Regions from separate parts of the Mus musculus genome. Here region 1 is linked to region 2. The links are chromatin contacts, called in public Micro-C maps. All regions are on one chromosome and are shown on one strand. The core of a region is the stretch at or near the end of the contact, and the rest is flanking DNA. Distances in the headings are between cores, read along the strand shown. Region 1 has its middle 60 kb from the start of Acvr1. Region 2 holds the start of Nr4a2 (nuclear receptor subfamily 4, group A, member 2).

Evidence for each region. Hi-C and Micro-C count contacts between places; a contact is called where the count stands out from the background.
Region 1: a contact with region 2 is called in a Micro-C map of embryonic stem cells, with 2.9 times the contacts expected there. The contact joins the enhancer-like site here to the promoter of Nr4a2 in region 2. A contact is called at or near these places in 4 of 39 promoter capture datasets (embryonic stem cells, hippocampal neurons and stem cell-derived epiblast-like cells), 1 of 484 Hi-C or Micro-C datasets (embryonic stem cells) and 1 of 115 datasets of contacts at active chromatin or transcription factors (embryonic stem cells).

The regions. Positions count from the first base shown.
Region 1 is chr2:58,625,125-58,628,544 of GRCm38.p6, reverse strand. It overlaps a transcript of Upp2 not described here. Among named protein-coding and RNA genes, the nearest start is that of Acvr1, 60 kb to the right of the region's middle. Within about 2 kb of position 2,089, at least 21 of the 459 cell types and tissues checked have an H3K27ac peak or open chromatin away from gene starts, as enhancers often do. A contact at or near this core is called in embryonic stem cells and stem cell-derived epiblast-like cells, where this site is marked.
Region 2 is chr2:57,113,407-57,116,723 of GRCm38.p6, reverse strand. Nr4a2 (nuclear receptor subfamily 4, group A, member 2) reads left to right here and starts at 1,686. Exons shown (of 8, transcript NM_013613.2): 1 at 1,686-2,006.

The DNA of each region.
Region 1 (3,420 bases), core at 840-3,339, 1.5 Mb before region 2:
TGGATGCAGACTCTCAGTGCACTGTTCAAGGGTCTCTCGGAAATTTACCTGGGATTCTTGAGTCTTTGACAATACATATTTTCAATTTTAATAAACTCTGCCAAATTGCTCTTCAGTGCAGTTTTCCCAACTCAAGCTTCCATCCACAGTCAATAAGAGTTTTTAAAATGGACACTGTTACCTCTGTTTTGAAAATAAACTGGCTCAGGAAATAAAAGCTTGAAGTTAAACACCACTGCTACAAGTAAGTAGCAAGAACTGTAGTAATGTATTTGCTACAGTATACAGTTGCAAATACATTAGCAGCAGGGGAACCGGCTGCCAGGAGCTTCTGACTTAGAAGCCTTCCCCATTTCACTAGCCCATAGGAGGTGGTGGTGGTGGAGGAGGAGGAGTAAGGGGTGGGGGGTGAAAGGCAGGGGATGGGAGGGCGAGGGGGAGGAGGAGGCTTCCCAGAGCAGGCCAGCAGCTAAACTGCTGGATATCTATGCTTTCCACCTAGTTGCCCAAGGCAGAGACCTGCAAAGGATATTAATGCTTTCATCCTCTTCCCATAGAATAGCCCTTGACTGTGTCTGCTGTTCTACAGCTCCATTACAGCCTAATCAAGACCTGTTAGTGGAGTGTGTGCCTGCGGCCTCCCCTATGAACACCTGGGAGTGTGCTCAAAAGCAGAATCTGAGGCTATATCTAAGACATCTGAGGCTATATCTACACAGAATCTGCATTAATGTCCCCAGCAATTCATAGAATTTGAGAACTTCTGGCTTTGACTTTTGACAGAGCTTAATCAACTGGTTCCCCTGGATCTGTCCCTTGCACTTCAGAGGACAACTTGCTGGGATCTGTTGGATGCAGGGCTTAATTAACTTCAAGTCATCAGGCCCGTGTGTGAGCATCATCTCAAAGGACCAGCCCATAAACACTTTTCCTCTAAATAACTGTGTGTGTGTGTGTGTGTGTGTGTGTGTGTGTGTGTGAGAGAGAGAGAGAGAGAGAGAGAGAGAGAGAGAGAGACAGAGACAGAGACAGAGACAGAGACAGAGACGGAGAGTCAGAGAGAGACAGAGAAAGACTGAGAGACGGGGAGAGAGATGGAGAGAGGAGGGAGACAGAGAGATGGAGAGAGAGAGAGAACGCGTGAGCACAAGGTATGCCAGTTGACTCTCTCCTATCATGAGGGGTTTGGGGATTTAATTCCAGTCCGCAGGATTGGAGGCAGAACATTTACCCCTTGAGTCATTCTCTATCTCTCTGGCCCTGAAATTCTTTAGGTTATAAACCTCTAAAATGACTTTTCCCATTAAAGGCCCCAGAAGCAAAGGTTTACAGAAGGCAATTCATACCTTCTCCAGCTGCCGGGCTCAAACCCATTCTGTCCTCCCTAGCCTTGGTAGGCACCTTCTAATTCCTAAGCCAGGCTACGTTTTCCCCAGGGCCTTTCTGCGTGTTTCTTTCTTCTTCCTGTGAAGAATTAGGGAATGAGATCAGACACTCTCTCAGTAAGCTTTTTCAAATAGAGAACACTGTGCACCTCCTAATGTTTCTCACAGCTGTCTTTCAATAATAACATATATCTCCTTATTCAATATCAGTCTTATCTATTGATTCAAAGGGTTCAGATGCTACATCTGGGCTGGGCTGTTACCTCCTCCCGCACCTAACACAGTGACGGATACACAGTAGCGTTCAGTCAGTACCCGCTGATTTAATGACTATGAATGTTATCCTGGCTCAGAGTTCAAGTTCAACTGAAACCAAGAATCTAAAAACATTGCAGAGCTGAATACCAAGTATAATGTGGCCACCAGCAAGTGAATCGGGACAGAATTGCCCAGTTCTGACAGCTGTAACCTTTGTACATGCCCACCCTCCCTGGGTGACAGTAAACATTCTGTCCCCAAGCCAGTGCCCTTTCGAACAATATACTCCCAAACTGTCCCCTGGAAGGACTCTTTTTACTTTTTTCCTGGGAGGTTTTTGTTAGCCCTTAGTGAATAAGAATATGAAGTGTTTTTTACTTTGCCGCTCTTTGTTTTCTGGGCAAGAAAAGTCTGGAGGCGGTGGAGTGAGGCTACTTGATACAATTGCCTTCCCTTTCAAATGCTAAAAAGGGCTTTGCTCCTCCGGTCAGCTTAATCAGAGAGTTGCGGCAGTCTTGGAAGCCATCCATTCTCCTTTCCTTTTTGCAACCCATCTCTTACAGGCTAAGGGGTCACTTTTCAACGGATAGAAAGCCAGAGCCAGTAAGTCAGCACTGCCTGACAAGCGTCTCCCCCAGATTAGCCAAATTTGGGGGGGAACCCCCAAGTGAAACAGAGTTGGATATAGCAAATGTCATGGTCCTAAACCTGGACATGGACTCTGGGATTTTGGCATTGGCTACATGGGGAAGACTGGTGAATCCTAGAGGATAATTTATAAAATGGGGTATTTAACACACACACACAGAAAGAGAGAAAGAGAGAGAGACAGATGTGCACATCTGTCCTAGGAGTTAACAGAGCAGCTCTGGGTTAGTTCCCTTTAGTGGCTACTGAAAAGGTCAGCTCAGGGACTTTGGGAAGGTCATGAAACACTCCTCCAGAAGGGAAAGGCTAATTAACATTTCTCAGCCCATAGGTGGGAACCAACCTGAGGGTGGGGACACATTCTGGAGGACAGACTGTTGCCCAACTTCAAACCAGGGAAGTCCTTGTCACCTCATTCTCTAAAGATCAATCAGTTTAAATGGTGCACTGTTCCACCAATCATATTGTGCCTAGTTGCTGATGCTCTTTTCTGCCTCTGGAAACCGTATAACCATATAAAAACTCGCTTAACTGACACAGGGGTTGGGGTAGGGGGTGGGGGGAGTAGCTGCCACTCCTTCCTGTCTGGGATGACCCCAGTGCGCTGGAACAATAAATTCCTCTTGCTTGATCCCGGCTCCACATGGTTCACTCAGGGGGTCCCCGGTAAGCTTAGGCTCCCCGGAGTCTAACACTACTTTTGCTGTTCTGCACTTCTTGCAGATGCTTCTGCCATCCTTCTGGAATGTTTATTATTACTTGGAAATTTAAAAAAGAGTTCCGCATGGGTACTGGAGAATGCAAGTGTAATGCCAGCTACTCCATCTGGAGGCGAATGATCTGTTACGAGTTCAAGGTCAGCCTGGGGAAAAAAGCAAAACCGTTGAAAAAGAAAAGAAAAGGAAGGAAGTGAAAGAACCTAGTGGGGAAACCCCCACTCAACTCCCGATTCGTCGTGCACCCAAGAATCATGAATAGAACACAACACCTTAATGTAACAACATGAGGTATTTTAATGGTGGAGCTCCGGGTCGAAACGTATCTCACACAGGAGACAGTGGAATCGACCACGAGGCTTGGAAGCTAGGGGTTTTTATACAAAAGGAGTGGGGCTGGGGGAGGAATTGGC
Region 2 (3,317 bases), core at 437-2,936:
CTCACACTAATAAGTTGTTCTTCACCCTGCCCCCCTCTTGCACCCCCACTTCCTGGATTTTTTTTTTTTTTTTTTTCCTCGCGCCCATTAGGGCACCGCTGAGCCGTAGCGGCAGCAGCTGGAGAGGCAGCCGCAACATCTGGGGGAAACTTAAGGTGGTCACGTAGGTTTCCCGGAGGCCGATGCACAGTGGAGCCCGCGGCTTGTCTGGGCAGCCGCAGGGCACCCGATGGCAACGCCTCTGCAGCCACAGGCTCGCTCAGCTTGGAGCTGGCAAAGGCGGAGGTGCAGGCTAGGAATGAGCAACCCCACAACCCCGAGAGTTCCGCGGTGTTCTCCCGGGGTGTTAGGATCACCGAGAGGGGGCCGAGGTGTATATTGCACACACACACACACACACACACACACACACACGCACGCGCACACACACACACACACACACACACACACACACACACACACACACACACCGCTCGCCCGGGTAGCTTGGGAGCGAGCCAACGCTCGGGAGAAGGGGAGGAGGAGCGCTGTCCTGGGAGAAGAAGGGGACCCTACAAAGTCGCTCTCCCTTGGCCTCAGTCCCTTCCTGGTCTTGAGAGAAACCCGAAGAGGCCTGTCTGGCCAGCTTCACGGGGGTACTGGGAGTAGGGTTAGCCCTCTGGAGGATCTGCGATTCCTTTGCTAGAAAGATCCACGCGCTTGGGAGGAGGGGGAGCGGATTGTCTTGCAGAGCGGAGCTGGAGGCGATTGAGAGGAACGCGGGGGTAGGGCACGCTCCCACAGTTCACCCGGACCCTGGGCTGGGGCAATGGGCACATACTCTCCGTTTTGGGCGAGACCCACCCCGCCTCGAGCTCCACTCCCCTTGCTGCTTCTCCCTCCATGCTTTCTTCTTGGTTGCAGGCACGACAGCCCCTGCGTTTCAGAAACCTGTGAAAGGGACTGAAGGGCTTGGTGGGCACAGCGAAATGTCAACTCTGTCAAGAGTTGACCGAGGGGCTTGGGGGCGATGGTTCAGATCACCTCTGGGCTGGAGGCGCACCTGTTGCCGGATCCTTTAATGTATTGTCTGCGAGAGAAAGCTGGCAACAGTTCACTCCTACTTGTGGGGTCCTCTAAGACTTGGCTCACTGTCTACCCTCCTTCCTCCCACATTGCTTTAGATAGTACGTCTTTTTAGTTTCTGTAAAGAAGGGGAAAGGGCCTGACCTCTCATCCTTCGAAGCGGGAGGAAGAGTGGGTTTTTAAAAAGGGAGAAGGGGGATGCACGGACTAGGGGAATCCCATCTAACGCCCAAGTCTTTGGAGAGTTACGAGCCACGGGACAACTGTCTCCACTTCTGCTAAAGGGTGTGAGGAGGGTATGTTGGGGAGCTGCAAGGCACACCTCTGCCCTCTCGGCCCAGGTGCTAGCTACCTGGCCCACGCGAGTGTTCTTTTCCGTTCAAGCTTTTGTTGCACCCTCCCCACGTGTGAGGACGCAAGGTCTGGGGCGGGGGAGGGGCAGGTGGAGCGTAGCATCACCACGGACTTCACGGACCTGGGTTGCAGAAGTCACACTTCTTTCGGAAAAAAAAAAAATCCACCCAAGTGGGCTACCAAGGTGAACCGTTCCCACCTTAAAATCAGCCCCAGTCGTGACGTCAGGTCGGAAATATACCAAAGCGAGCGCGGGCCAGGAGTCCGGGGAGCGCGGCGGCTCGGCGATTGGACCGCGGGCCGCTGACGCGGGCTGACGCGCGCAGACTTTAGGTGCATGTTGGCAGCAGCAGCTCGAGCCACATAAACAAAGGCACATTGGCGGCCAGGGCCAGTCCGCCCCGCGGCTCCGCACAGCTCCGCGTCCCTCTCTCCGGCCCCGCTGGCTGCCTCCCTCTCCTGCGGCCGGGCTGGCTGCGTGTGGCTCTCCGCGCCCCGCTTCCGCAGCGCTCCCGCGGACCCGGGCTCCTCTGCTCCCGGAGGGAACTGCACTTCGGCGGAGTTGAATGAATGAAGAGAGCGGACAAGTGAGTAGCTGCGGCGGGGCCGCCCGCGGTCACGCGTCCTCCCGGTCTCCGCGTACCAGGGAACGGGTTCTCTGCAAGTGGTCGCCCGAGCCGCGGAGCGCGAAGGGGCTGGGGAAGGGGGATGGCGAGTGGGCGCGCGCAGCTCCGCCGAGCCTCTGCTGGAACTCCGGTGCTAGCGTAAAGGGGGGGGAGTTGGCTGCCGGCAGAGGTTTCCAGGCTTCTCATTGGTGGATGTGGCAAGGGGACTCCCACAGTTTTAGGAGAAGCGGACTTGCCGGTGGAGATGTGCGCAAAGTTTGCTCTTGGTGTGAAATTGATTGTGGCTTGAGGAGGCTCCATCTCGCGAACATGTGGGAAACAGTCCGGGAGAGAAAGTTTACGTGTTGCTTGGGAACAGTGTCGCTCGGCTCGCCCGCTGGTGGAGGTTTCCCGGATATCGTCGAGTAAGGGTAGTGTCGGTAGAGGGTCCTGTAGCGAAGTTGCCTGAAATGACTGGTTTTGATATATGTTGTCCTTGGATAGTGTGTCAGTGTGTGCGTGAGGTAAAGAATACGGTTATGAAACTGTGACATAGCCACGGGTTAATATCCAGAACAGACATATTTTCAAGGGCGGCGGCGGATGGGGGTGGGGAGATAAAGCAAAAGTCCTCTGGTTTGTCTTGTTAACCTTCTCCGCTCCTTGAAGCAAAGCAAGATTGTGGAAGAAGTGGGGGGGGGGGCGGAGAGGGGAGGGAGCAAAGGAGAGGGTGTTCAGGTTTCTTTACTTTATCAACAAGATCGTCTATGCTCTAGAATGCCTTGCAAGTGGGAACATCTGAAAAAAAAAATAGCTAGGACACAAGAATGCCTTGTCCCAGCAAGTAGGCAGCCTGTGGAAAGCATTGTGGAGAAGGTGTCCAGTTTGCTGTGCTGAGAAGTGCTTCTAACTTTGGTGCCAATATCATATGCGTAATATTTCTTTCCCTCTGCAGTTGACCCAAGATACTCCTGGTAAAGTAGAGATCTCTCTCATCACCTCTGGGCCATTAAAGATGTTGAAAATCCAGTTCTCTGGAGGAACACCAATTCGCTTGTCCCTTAAGATCCTGTGTTGAACCAAAAGCAATTACTAAAGCTACACACTTGCTCCCACATTGGCTGTTTGGTTGTCCAGGCCTTGCTAACGTTTCCTAAGGGTTGGATCTGTATTTTTTTTTTCACGGTTTACTCTCGAGTTCTTTTAACTTTCTTTCTCCTTCTAAGAGAAAAGTCCACTGGACTCTAAGAGAGATATTAAGAGGAAGCTTTGATGCTGTGTTTTTCCTTTACC